Regions from separate parts of the Sus scrofa genome. Here regions 2, 3, 4 and 5 are each linked to region 1. The links are chromatin contacts, called in public HiChIP or PLAC-seq maps. All regions are on one chromosome and are shown on one strand. Each heading gives the region's core, a stretch centred on a gene start, on an enhancer-like site or on the middle of the called end of the contact. The rest is flanking DNA. Distances are from core to core; before and after follow the strand shown.

Region 1 (2,508 bases), core at 4-2,503:
TACCGGACAGGAATCAATAGATGATGCTTTTGACCTGCATCCCAGAGAGTGAGGGACCTTAACTGAAGCCTTCGAGTTCATGTTCTGAGGCTCCCTTCATTCTGGGTGCTGCCCCAAGCAAGGCAGAGGGGGAGGTGGAGCTGAGGGTCATGGAGAGACTGCAGGCCTTGGGGTCCTGCATATTCTACCTGCCAGGTAGGTGAGTGGTCTAGGATCATGTAACTTCTGAGACTTAATCTTCCACCTATAAAATGTGGATACTACTACTTACTTGCCAGGGTTACTGTGAAGACTAGTAAACAGCAAATCTAAAGAATAAATGTGCCCTTGATAATGTCAGATACAGAGATGCTTAATAAATGGTAGTTACATAGAAATAAGGGTGAGATAGAATCATTGGCTTTAAGAAACTTACTCTATACCTGGCAGGGGTGGGATGGGGGTAGGATGGGAGAGTGGCATTTGCCAGTGTGTGTGAGAGAAGAAATGAGTATAAGTCCTACATTGGATTGCTTACAAACAAGATCAGAATCCAGAGAAGAGAGAGAACAGTGTGGGCAGAGGCAAGGCTTTGTGGAAGGACCAGAGAGGTGGCCAGTTTTCAGCTTTGGTTCTATAACCAGACTCCATGGGCTCATACATGAATTCCATTTCCCTTATTAGCTCTGCGTTCTTGGGCAGATGTTATTAATTCCCTCAAGACTCAGTCTGTTCTGCTGTAAAGTGGGTATAATGGTGGTACTTACTTATTGGGTAGTTCAGGGAGTTAAATGAGCTAATTCACAGAAATGTTAGCACAGTGCCTGGCACTTAGTGACAGTGCCCTGAATCTTATTCCTGATGAAGTGAATCTTGAAAATGAATGACCTCATTGTAGTTACAAGGATACCAGTGGAGTACCTGTACACACAAAGCGTTCCTTAAATGCCTTATATTTCTTTGTATCTTCCCTCGGCCCCTGGCATAGTGGCTGGCCAGAGGTTAGTTTGCATATGAAGAAGTTGGCTGGGAGAATGATGATGGGTTAAATGGGGGCCATTCTAAGTAGGGGAAACAGCAAAAGTGAAAACAAATCAGTGGGCAATGGCCCAAATCTTCAAGGAATTTAGGAATACTGTTCAGTTTGTGAAGTCAGTTAAGCTCTCTGTCTCCCCCTGGTGGCCATAAAAAATATACACAGCTCCCTTCTTGGGCAAAGCCGTCCTCGCTTCAAAGAGAACTGTCATCTTCCTCCCCTCAAGACCCAGGAGAGGATGTGCTCTGGCTGTGATTCAGCCTCGCAGACTGATTCACGACCTGTCTCGACTGCAGTGACTTGCTCTTGGTGACACTTCCTGAGGAATAACAAACAGTGATGTAAGATCAGCTCAGGAATGAAAGAAAGAGCTGTTGTTTAAGCTCTTCTCTTTTTATCCATTCAAATTCTCTGGAACGCTGCTCTTTGACCTCCTCCTTCAGGAGCCACAGTGTCAAATAATCTCCTCTTTCTTGTGTTATTTGGGACAATTGATCATGTAATGATGACAACGGCATCGCTGGATTGTTACTCTGTGGCAGGCACTGTGCCAAACTCCACACATTTAACTCATTCATCCTCCCCAAACAACCTTCTAGGTGTTCTTTTTTTTTTTTTTTATCTTTTGTTTTTTCAGGGCCTCACCTGTGGCATATGGAGTTTCCAGTCCAATCGGAGCTACAGCTGCCAGCCTACGCCACAGCCACAGCAACGCAGGGTCTGAGCTGTGTCTATGACCTACACCCCAGCTCACGGCAACACCAGATCCTTAACCCACTGAGCAAGGCCAGGGATCAAACCTGCAACCTCATGGTTCCTAGTCGGATTCGTTTGCACTGCGCCACAACAGGAACTCCTAGGTGTTCTTTTTGATGCAGTTTTTCAGATGAGGAAGCTCAGGCACAGTGAGGAATGTGGCTAGCTCAAGGTGACACAACTAGTATTTGCAGAGCCAGGATTCGAACTCCAGAGACCTGGCTCCAGAGACTATGCACTAACAACTGTACCAGCTGCCTCCTGTTGACAAATCCTGGCTCACTGTCATCTATTACTGGACCTTTGAGGCATGAAGGTCTTGTGTCCCCAACTCGGAGCCCCTGGTGGAGGACAGTGTTCTCACACTTTCACCATCGGAAAATCTTGGAGAGAAACGGTTTGAAAAGCACATTCCTGGGGTCCCAACCTCTGAGCTGATTCAGCCCGTCTGGAATGGGGCCCAGGAGTCTGCACTGTTCATAATGGTAATGATCTCTTGTGGAGTCGAATCTTTGACGAATCACTTCCAGCCTCCCCGAGTCTCTATTTCCCTGTCTGTAGAACAGGTGTGCTAATCTTGACCTCAGTGTCACTCTTGTAAGGACCATCTGTTTAGGATGGCTCATGTTGGGTGACCAGTGTAGTGCCTGGCACACAGCGGGCATTCCTTAGATACCCCTGCCCTTGATGCTTCCTGTTTTTTTGTGTCTCCCATGGCCCCTTGGTACAGGGGAGTG
Region 2 (2,508 bases), core at 4-2,503, 240 kb before region 1:
GGGGTAAAATCAAGGTGTTGGCACAATTTATTCTTTCTGGAAGTTTCAAGGAAGAATCCATCCCTTGCATTTTCCAGCTTATAGAGGACACCCACATTCCTTGGGTTGTGGTCCCCTTCCAGCAATGGCATCACTCTGACCTCTGCTTCTGTCACCACATCTCCAGTAGCCAGCATCAAATTCCAGCTATGTGAATTAGGCTCTCTCAGGTGATATAGCCCCACTGAGCCAGCAACTGACTGCTGTCACATGAATGAGCCCAGCAGCCCAGGTGAACTGCTGGCTGATCCCAGCCCAAACTCTGACCCTCAGAATCATAAGTTAATAAATGATTGTTGTTTTGAGCCACTAAGTTTTATAGTGGTATTTTATGCAACAATAAATACCTGATACTGGAATATTTGACACTAGTGGTACCACTATTTTGTGCCCTTCTCTCCTTTTTCAATCTTGAGAGTAGATGCGACATCTGGTGCTTCAGCAGCCATCTTGCAACTTGAGGTTGCAAGAAACTCATAGTAGGTATGGCTTTGACATCACTGCTGCCAAAATGACAACAGTCCTTGTTCAGTTTTGAATTTCTTTCATGTGAGAAAAAAAAAAAACAACCAAAACTCTATTTATGTAATACTATAATTCCAGCTACTTGCAAACTAAAGAACATCTAACTAATACATGGCAAGTTGCCAGACCTCTGAGGCAGCTGAGAAATGGTCAGGAATAGCCAAGAATTAGGAAGACAGAAATGATGTTTGATGGCAGAAATTTGAGGCCTGGGTCCTGTTTTCCTCTTTGGAACCTTGACCTGCCATTAGCATAAACAGCCGGAGAATCTTTTCAGTGGAGAAAGCTTGGAAAGGACCTGGATGAGAAATGTCTGGAAGGCACTTGGGTTGAGCCTCACTGATAAGACTCAGAACACTTGTCCCATGGCTGTGTATTCTGTGAAAAGAAATGACTCAGGGCAGTTATGAAACTCTGAGGCCCATGTGTATTTACATTTTGACTCTTTCGCTACTCTGGCCAGGAAGATTTTCAGCTTGAGATGGTTCTTCCAAGGGAATTGATGCTGGGAATGTGGAGTGGCTGGACAAGGGCAGCTCTGGACACAGGCAAGAGTCGAGGGAGCACACAGGTGAAGACCAGATAGCTGTTTCAAGAGGAAATATCCCAAAGCAGACCCAGGGCCCGCGCAGATTCCCATCTTCTGCTTCTTCCTCCTTTCTAGAAGGTTCCAATTCCATCTGTGGGGAACCCCCCTGCACTTCCTTCCCAAAACACCACACACACACACACACACACACACACACACACACACACACACACACGGACATGGAATGTGCTGTTTCCTTTCATCTCCAAAAGCTCTCTTCTTCATTTTGCAGATAACAATAATAGTTAACAGTTATTGACTGCTTGCTATAACCCAGGCCTGTGCTAAGAGCCTTACTGGCATTAGCTAAGCAAATCCTCACAGCAGGCCTGTAGGTGGGTTTAAAAATGCTCATTTGGAGTTCCTGTCGTGGCTCAGCGGTAACAAACCCGACTAGTATCCATGAGGAGGCAATTTTGATGTGTTGTCATGAGCTGTGGTGTCGGTTGAAGAAGCAGCTCAGATCTGACTTGACTGTGGCTGTGGTGTGGACTGGCAGCTACAGCTCTGATTCGACCCCTAGCCTGGGAATTTCCATATGCAGCAGGTGCGGCCCTAAAAAAAAAAAGAAAGAAAAACCTCACTTGACTGGCAAGGAAACGAACACAGAGAGGTTATGTGACTTGTCCAAGGTCGTGCAGGCTATGAGTGTAGCCAGGATTAAAGTCCAGGCCTTATGACTCCAGAGCTCAAACCCTTAACCACAACCCTCTCACACCCGCAGAGGAGGAAAGTAAGGCTCAGAGAGGTTAAGGGACCAGGCTGATGATGCAGAGGCAAGATTTGGCTACAGGTTCCTGTACTCCTCTGCCTGCCTCGGAACTCTCCTCAGCATCATCAGTCACCAGGGAGCTCTAGACCTGGAGCTGGGGGTCAGATTTCAGCCTTCTCCCCTTTCCTCATCTGCTGACCTTGGGCTGTAAATGGAGCCTTGGCTTTGCCCCCTCCCATCTGAGCAGACTTAGTTGATCAAATGCCATTAGGGGTGTGGAAGAGTTGGATCAACTCTAGGGTTGTTGGTGGTGTTCTGGTTGTTTTTTTCTAATGCCCCAGCCTTGGGGTAACTGTATTTCTGGACTAGCATTTGACCTGCAGTGCCTTGTTCTGGCAGCTGGCTGAGTTTGGGGTTTCCTGCTTCTGCTCAAAATTACCACCCTCCATAAAATGCTCAGGGATGCAAGCGTTTTGCAATCAGTTATTGCATCAGGAAAACTCTCTGAATAGCGCCATTCTACCCTCTTCCCCGCCCAGGTGCTGGCTCAGCCAACTGGAGGTTGGGCACAGGGTGGGGGGGCGGGGAAGGAAAGAGAAGGATAGGTATTTTCTTTCCCACCATCCAGACAGTGCCTGTGGCA
Region 3 (2,508 bases), core at 6-2,505, 200 kb before region 1:
GCAAATGCATCTACCTATGTAAATTCCACCATAATCAAGATTTCAAATATTTCTGTTACTGCAAAAGTTCCCATAAAGCTGCCGTGAACATTTGCGAACATGTCTGTGTGAAGATATGTATTTTTTTTCTCGGGTGCATACCTAGACGTGGGATTGCTGGATTGTGTGTTTAACTTGATAAGAAATCACTGCCTTGTTTTCCAGAGAGGCGACTGTATCTTGCATCCCCATCAGCGATGTATGAGTGTACCAGTTGCTCCGCATCTTCATTAAGAATTCATAGTTAGTCAATTAATTAATACCTTAGTCATCCTAGTAGATGTGCAGTGGTACCTCATTGTGGTTCTAAATTCCACTTCCCTGATGCCTAGTGAGCATCTTTTCTGACACTTTGTCATCTGCCTCTCTTCTTTGATGAAGTATCTGATCAGGTGTTTTGCCTATTTTTCCCGTTGGGATGTCGATTTTCTTACTGAGATATGGGAATTCTTTTCATATTCCAGATGCACGTTCTTTATCCAATACATGTTTTGCAAATACGTTGATCCTCCCTGGATACAACTTGTCTTTTCATGTTCTTAAAGACTGCTTTTTGAGGAGGTGAAGTTTTACCTTTTTTTAAGCTCAGTTTATCCCCTTTTTTCTTTTATGGTTCATGCACTTTCTAAGAAAAGTTTACAGTGTTACAAAGATTTTATCCCACATTTATTTTCTTGGACAAGTGTTATTGTTGTGGGCTTTACATGCAGGTCAATGATCCATCTTAAGATTTTGAGTTGACTTTTATGTATGATATGAACTAAGGGTCAAGGCTTTGGTTTTTTTGTTTTGTTTTGTTTTGTTTTTTGATATGGATTGGCTTATCATTCCAGCAACATTGGTTGAAAGATCTGCTTTACTGAAAGAGGTAAGCATTTGCCCACTACTTGGTGTAGATTTTTTTAGTCCAAGGTGAGCGATGGAAGAGAAGGGGTGAAGGTAAGATTGCTGGGAGCCTCGTGTGAGAAGCGGGGCTCCATGTCATGCACCAAGTCACCCACGGGGTAACCAACAGCAAGCATCTCCAGGCGAAACCGCCAGCCCCCAGGCAGGGTACAGGCCGGCCCGGGAGGTGCCTGCTCGGGTATTTCTCTTGGTGTTTCTCAGAGATTTGTACGCGTCTTGCGTAAACTGCAGATTAGGAAAGCATTAGGTAACAAGAGGGTGGCTGGAGCCTGTTACACACCAGCCTGGCGCAGGGCCTCGGAATGCAGCCTGCGGGGATGGCCAGGCCGAGCAAGTCAAATAGAGCTGGAACCTGGACCGGACGGCTTCCCCTTTCCCTCCTGAGGCCAGAAGGGAGCTTCTGTTCGGTCTCGCGGGTCTCTGGAGCCTCAGTGTCTCACAGACTCTGAAGGTGACCATGGGACAGAAGGTGGGACAGGAAGGCCCTGGGTGTCGCATCACTTATTCTCCTTTATGAAGGAGGCGAGGAAAACATTTAAGACGTTTAAGAGAAATGGACAAATTGACCAATACCATGGGAGACATTAATATCCCTTTGCCACGAACTGATAAAACAAGCAGGCAGAAAATTGTAAGGAGGAGTTCCTGGTGTGGCTCAGCGGGTTAAGAACCCGACATAGTGTCTTTGAGGATGTGGGTTCGATCCCTGGCCTCGCTCAGTAGGTTAAGGATCTGGTGTTGCTGTGAGCTGTGGTGTAGGGCGGTGGCTGCAGCTCCAATTCCACCCCTGCCTGGAAACTTCCATACGCCCCAGGTGGGGCCCTAAAAAGAAAGAAAAGTCGTAAGGATATAGACCTGAGCAGCACCATCAGGCAACGTGATCTAATTAATATTAGGGTAACACGAGCCTCATATAAGGAATTAGGAAGTGTTCTCCTGCGTTTATTCTCTGGAATAGATTATGGAAAATCTGTATCCTCTTTTCCTCTAATGTTTAGTGTAATTCGCTAGTTAAACCATCTACCTGCTGATGTCTTTTGTGGAAAGTTTTGATTATTGGCTCAATTTCCAAAATGGATATTGACTTATTAAAATTATCTATTAAAAAAAAGGAGTTCCTGTTGTGGCTCAGGGGTACTGAATCTGACCAGTATCCATGAGGATGCAGATTCAATTCCTGGCCTTGCTCAGTGGGTTAAGGATCCAGCATTGCCGTGTGCTGTGTGTAGGTCGAAGATGCAGCTTGGGTCCTGCATGGCTGTGGCTGTGGTGTAGGCTGGCAGCTGCAGCTCCAGTTTGACCCCTAGCCTGAGAACTTCCATATGCCATGGGTGCAGCCCCAAAAAGACAAAAAAAAAAAAAAAAAAAAAAAAAAAAAGGAAGGAGGTGTGGTACAGAGGCTTTGCCCAGAGGAAAGTTAGCATCAAATAAAGATTCGTTCCAGCTGTGCCACCCCCACAAGCCCCTACCCCCGCCCTATGCTGCCCCCTCTAAGGACCACCCAGATGTTTGACTCTCAAGTATTTGGGGAGCATCTACTACTCGCTCACAAAGTCTCCCATT
Region 4 (2,508 bases), core at 4-2,503, 170 kb before region 1:
CACCACAGCCACAGCCACGCCAGATCCGAGCTGCATCTGCCACGTATGCTGCTGATCCTTAACCGGCTGAGCGAGGCCAGGGATCAAACCCACATCCTGGGTTAAGGATCCGGTGTTGCCGTGAGCTGTGGTATAGGTCACAGACATGGCTCGGATCCTGTGTTGCTGGGGCTGTGGTGAAGGCCGGTGGCTATAGCTCTGATTAGACCTCTAGCCTGGGAACCTCCATATGCCACAGGTGTGGCCCTAAAAAGACAAAAGACAAAAAGAAATAAGGAAAGAAAGTCCTCATTAAAAAACAAACAAACAAACAAACAACCCACATCCTCATGGATACCTGTTGTGTTCTTAACCTGCCGAGCCACCGCGGGATCTCCATCACTGCTCTAAATCATGGTTTTGGGCTGATGTGTCGCATAGCGATAGATGCCTGAAATGTATCTTATCTACCCCTGTCAGTTCAGGATCTCTATCATCAGGAAAGGCCCCCAGAATAAGGGATCAAATTAAGAGACTGGAACCACATCTACTCCCCCAACCCCGTGGGGGTCGAACCTGGATTAGCTCAACAGGCTAAACGGCCCCAGAGGACCACATGGGGGCTACTGGGGCCAAGGTGATGCAGACCCCAGCTGGCCTGTTCACTCTTAGAAGCTTCATCGTTGGGTGGCCCGAGGCTCCAACTGTCCCCACCAGCCTCTGTCTGCACTGTAGCAAGAGCCGTTCTGTGGCCCCAGAGCCTTGGGAAACCCTGGCGCAATCACGAATGAGTTAAATGCTATCTGATCAGAAGCCAGAGGGCCTGTTTTCATTTTCAAAACTCTGTGTGTCAGTGACTCTAATGCAATGTCCAGCAATGTCTTGAGCAAGTGACCGGCAGGGGACATAGGATGCTATTTACTCAAGATAGCCCATCACGCAAAAGCAACTTGCCTAACCGGGTTTGTAAGCGATTGTTACGAGACCACCGTTGCAACAGGGATGGCCCTGGGTGATGGTCTCAGGAAGGGGCCGATCCCCCCGCCCCAGGCCAAATTTGGGGATATTCTCTTATTTTTGGAACGCTTGGGGCACTGGGTCCCTGGAAAAGAACAGAGAAAAAGGAGCGTTGGGAAATTGCACTCGGATGTGGAATGGTCCTTTAAGGATGGGTGCCCTGGGGAAGAAAGCTTCACGCCACCCTGGAGGGAGACAGCCCCTGGATCAGAGGAGGCTGGAGGATTGGCTGCCTTATGGATGGGGAGGATGATGTGGTCTGGCTCATAAGTCAGTTGCTGAGCAAGAACGTGATGCCTCAGGCTTTTGTAAGGGTTGGTTTGGGTGGTGAATCTATGGGGTTGGGATGGGGTTGGGGTGGGGTTGGGGTGTGTGGTCACTTTCCAGCCCCAAACCATGGTGACCAGGTGGCCACATCCCTGCCTACCCTCCAGGCTGGTCTTACAGGTCAATTGATTAAATCCTTCATCCTTTCTATCCTTTTCCTCTTGGCTAGAATCTGTTACTACTACCACCATCACTACTGCCCACCCCCTCATCTGAATAGCTGCTATGATTTAGCAGTACTTTCATCTGCTCTCTCAAATAATCCTCACAACCGCTCCAAGGGGTAGGCATTATTACACCCACTTCACAGCTGGGAAAATTGAGGCTCAGAGATGTTAACATCTGGTATAAGATTCTAGGACAGTGTGTCCCAGAGAAATGATAAATTGAGTCAGAAAATGGGATACACACAGATATGCAGGCATGGAAAAACAGACATACAGAAAGAGGTCCCCCAGCCCCCAGATACAGATGCATGACCCACAGTTACAAAGGCAAGGACAGAGACCCCGCCCCTGCCCCTGCCTTGGAGGTTTAGGGAGCGTACGCGGTTCTGAAGGTGTTCTGTGCGTTCTTGTGCGTGAAACCCAGATGTCACTGGGGAACATCCCATCCCATCCCATCAGATCCAGATGAAATTCCTTTAGTCACCTCCAAACCCCAATCCATCTCCTCCATTTTTTTCTGCTTGTGTGCATGCATGTGTGTGTGTGTGTGTGTGTGTGTGTGTGTACATAGGTCACTCTCTACACGTGGATGCTGGGTCACTGTGTAAGAAGTATTTCCAACCCCTGGCTGTGGTTAAGCAAAGTCTGACCCCTGCCATCAAGAGGTCCAGGCACCTCTGGGTCTACCTCTCCAGCCTCTTTGGGTTCTGCCTCCCTTTCTCCAATTTCTGATCCCTGTCTTCTCCCCTCACCCTCATCTCCTTATTGCCTTGCTCACTCCCAAGCCTTTTTTTTTCCTTTCTTTCTTTTTTTTTTTTTTTTTTTTTTTTGGCTTTTTAGTGCTGCAATCGCAGCATATGGAAATTCCCAGGCTAGGGGTCGAATTGGAGCTCTAGCCGCCAGCCTACACCACAGCCACAGCCATACAAGGTCTGAGCCGCATCTGCGACCTACACCACAGCTCATGGCAAAGCTGGATCCTTAACTCACTGAGCGAGGCCAGGGATCAAACCCACAT
Region 5 (2,508 bases), core at 4-2,503, 150 kb before region 1:
GTTGTGCTGTGAAGGAAAATGAAGTGAGAACATGGAGAGGCACTAAGGTACTGATTCGGACTTAGAATCCTGAGGGATCTGGGGCAAAGGCAGGGGTAACAGGTGGTGCAAAGGCCCTGAGGTGGGAGGAAGAGAGGAGGGTGGGGGGAGAGTCAGGGAGAGGGAAAGAGGAAGAGCGGGGAGGAGACTGGAAGAGGAGAGAGAGAGAGAAGTGGTAAGACCAGAGAATTCACGAGTTTCCCCTGTGGTTCAGTGGGTTAAGAACCTGACTAGTATCCATGAGGATGTGGGTTCAATCTCTGCAGTGGGTTCAGACTCCGGCAGTTGCTGTGAGCTGCGGTGTGGATTGCAGATGCGGCTCGGATCCCGTGTTGCTGTGGCGTAGGCTGGCGGCTGCAGCTCAGATTCAACCCTCAGTCTGGGAACTGCCATATGCTGCAGGTGCGGCCCCTAAAAAAGAAAAAACAACAAACAAACAAACAAACAAGCAAAAAACCCCAGAGAATTCAGAGAGGTAATGAGGAAATGAAGAGGCCTGATCGTGGAAGGCTTTGTAGGCCAAGGGAAAGTTGAAGTTCAGCAACTCCTTCTATGCAACGTGATGGCTCGCCCTAGGTAACTAGTTTTCAACTCTAAAATGTCAGCTTTTGAAAAGCACCCACACCCAGGCCCACCCAGGATCTCTGGAGATGGGGCCTGAGCATCCATGTGGTGACAACTCTCTCCAACCCCCATCATATCTAACTGCTGGTGGCTAGAGAGGAGGAACACTGGACCGGAAGGGCCTCCTTCCAGCAGGAGGCACCCCCAGTGGGACACCACCCTCCCTCTTGTCCCTCTCAGTGTTCTCTGTAGGCTCAGACCAGCATCAGCCTCTGCCAGCAGCCTGCCTTCCCGTCGAACATCCAAATCTGCAGGAAGAGCTGATCAGCCGTGTCCGGGGCCTCCTTGCTGGCCACAGACCCTGGGACCAGAGGGCACAGGGCCGCGGCCACCCTTGGCCTTGGGAGATTTTGTTTACGGAGCACATTTCACTTCTACAGAGGCCCACAGCTGCGATCTTGCCTCATCACAGTTGCCAACTGTGGGGGGGCGGCCTTCACCCCCCGCCTGCTAGTTTCTCAAGTTCCTCTTTTGGGCATGTGCCTGTCCCTCCGAGTTCCCGTGGCTGCGTGGAAGTGGACTGAGGCCCAGAGGGTGACTAAGAGGGGAAGCCCCTGCGCCGAGGCTCCCAGCGGCTCCTGCATTGCGTAAGGGCTATTTTTGAGGCGATTGCAGACGATCTGATGAATCATAGCAAACACACATGGCTCTGGCGGTGGGGACAATCCTTCCTCATGAAGCTGTGGAAAGTGGAGCTTCTCAAAATGAATCAGCAGCAGCAGAACCCTGGGTCTGTGGGAGGTGGATGAGGGTGCAAATTACACATTTCCACAGTATTGGGGTGCGGCCTCTGGGAGCAGGGGCTGCGGGGACCCGAGCTTGTGGTTTCCTCCATGACTCAAAGGGCCTCCCTCACCCACTTGAGCCTGCCACTGGAACCGAGTGACCTTCCATCATGGAACAAAGTCCCTAGCACTTGCCGAGGAGTTGAAGATTGGAGAAAATCTGCAGGGGCACAGCTAGTGTAGATGCTTGGCCGTGACACACGCACAGGCTTTGAATCCAGAAACCCAGGAGGCCTCCCTTGAGTGGGGAGCCCGTGTGAGAAATTCTTGACCATGAGGAGAAGGCTCAAACAATTCCTCGGAGGGAGATGGGGAGGCCCTCCCTGCTCCCCCAAGCTCAGACTGGTGTGAACGGAAGGGCAGAGCTGTGTGGTGGTTGGGGCCTCAGACTATGGGATTAGACAATACTGGGTTTAGGGTCCAATTCCAATATGGCGACTCGGCACATGGGCCCAAGATATAGCTGAGTCTCCAGTTTTCTCATTTGTAAAATCAGGAAATATCTGCCTGGGAAGACTGTCATTAAGGACCCAGGAGGATTGCATGAGGCAGCAGGATATAGATGCTAAGAATCAGACTTTACAGCTTGAAGTTTAACTCCTTGTTCTGTGGCTCATTAGCTGTGTGTCCTTAAGCAGGTGACTTAACTGTCCTGTGCCCCAGCTTTCTCATCTTTAAAAGGGAATTATATTATAGCACCTTCCTCATGGAGTTGATAAATAAGCTAATATATATATATAATTGAAAGAAGGTGGCCCAGTATGTAAGTAAGAGTTCTTAATAAATGCTAGTATTGTTATATAAAGTAATTGTTATAGCATTGTCATAGATTTATTACAGACAGAGCACACAAAAATGTAGTTATTATTCATTGTTATCATTAAATTTTTTTTTTTTTTTTTTTAGAGAACTGGAGTGGATTTGGATAAAAGCTGAGGCCTGAAGGGGCATCAGAGAAAGGAAAATCTGAAGTCAGGAACAAGCAACACTCAGATTTGTATGGAACCACAGGGGACTCTGAATAGTCAACGCAATCTTGAGAAAGAAGAACAAAGATGGA

The links. HiChIP or PLAC-seq counts read pairs in DNA pulled down with a chosen protein or histone mark.
Region 2: an H3K27ac HiChIP or PLAC-seq map of alveolar macrophages shows a contact between it and region 1. The contact joins two enhancer-like sites. A contact is called at or near these places in 1 of 47 Hi-C or Micro-C datasets (embryonic fibroblasts) and 1 of 2 datasets of contacts at active chromatin or transcription factors (alveolar macrophages).
Region 3: an H3K27ac HiChIP or PLAC-seq map of alveolar macrophages shows a contact between it and region 1. The contact joins two enhancer-like sites. A contact is called at or near these places in 1 of 47 Hi-C or Micro-C datasets (fetal skeletal muscle) and 2 of 2 datasets of contacts at active chromatin or transcription factors (alveolar macrophages and skeletal muscle).
Region 4: a contact with region 1 is called in an H3K27ac HiChIP or PLAC-seq map of alveolar macrophages. The contact joins two enhancer-like sites. A contact is called at or near these places in 1 of 47 Hi-C or Micro-C datasets (embryonic fibroblasts) and 1 of 2 datasets of contacts at active chromatin or transcription factors (alveolar macrophages).
Region 5: a contact with region 1 is called in an H3K27ac HiChIP or PLAC-seq map of alveolar macrophages. The contact joins two enhancer-like sites. A contact is called at or near these places in 1 of 47 Hi-C or Micro-C datasets (embryonic fibroblasts) and 1 of 2 datasets of contacts at active chromatin or transcription factors (alveolar macrophages).

Annotation. Positions count from the first base shown.
Region 1 is chr4:14,075,921-14,078,428 of Sscrofa11.1, reverse strand. All of the region lies in intron 8 of LOC102165543 (a long non-coding RNA gene), which reads right to left. Among named protein-coding and RNA genes, the nearest start is that of TRIB1, 220 kb to the left of the region's middle. Within about 2 kb of position 1,253, at least 15 of the 83 cell types and tissues checked have an H3K27ac peak or open chromatin away from gene starts, as enhancers often do. A contact at or near this core is called in alveolar macrophages, where this site is marked.
Region 2 is chr4:14,311,251-14,313,758 of Sscrofa11.1, reverse strand. No RefSeq gene overlaps it. Among named protein-coding and RNA genes, the nearest start is that of TRIB1, 14 kb to the right of the region's middle. Within about 2 kb of position 1,253, at least 8 of the 83 cell types and tissues checked have an H3K27ac peak or open chromatin away from gene starts, as enhancers often do. A contact at or near this core is called in alveolar macrophages, where this site is marked.
Region 3 is chr4:14,276,663-14,279,170 of Sscrofa11.1, reverse strand. No RefSeq gene overlaps it. Among named protein-coding and RNA genes, the nearest start is that of TRIB1, 20 kb to the left of the region's middle. Within about 2 kb of position 1,255, at least 7 of the 83 cell types and tissues checked have an H3K27ac peak or open chromatin away from gene starts, as enhancers often do. A contact at or near this core is called in alveolar macrophages, where this site is marked.
Region 4 is chr4:14,243,741-14,246,248 of Sscrofa11.1, reverse strand. No RefSeq gene overlaps it. Among named protein-coding and RNA genes, the nearest start is that of TRIB1, 53 kb to the left of the region's middle. Within about 2 kb of position 1,253, at least 2 of the 83 cell types and tissues checked have an H3K27ac peak or open chromatin away from gene starts, as enhancers often do. A contact at or near this core is called in alveolar macrophages, where this site is marked.
Region 5 is chr4:14,226,221-14,228,728 of Sscrofa11.1, reverse strand. No RefSeq gene overlaps it. Among named protein-coding and RNA genes, the nearest start is that of TRIB1, 71 kb to the left of the region's middle. Within about 2 kb of position 1,253, at least 39 of the 83 cell types and tissues checked have an H3K27ac peak or open chromatin away from gene starts, as enhancers often do. A contact at or near this core is called in alveolar macrophages, where this site is marked.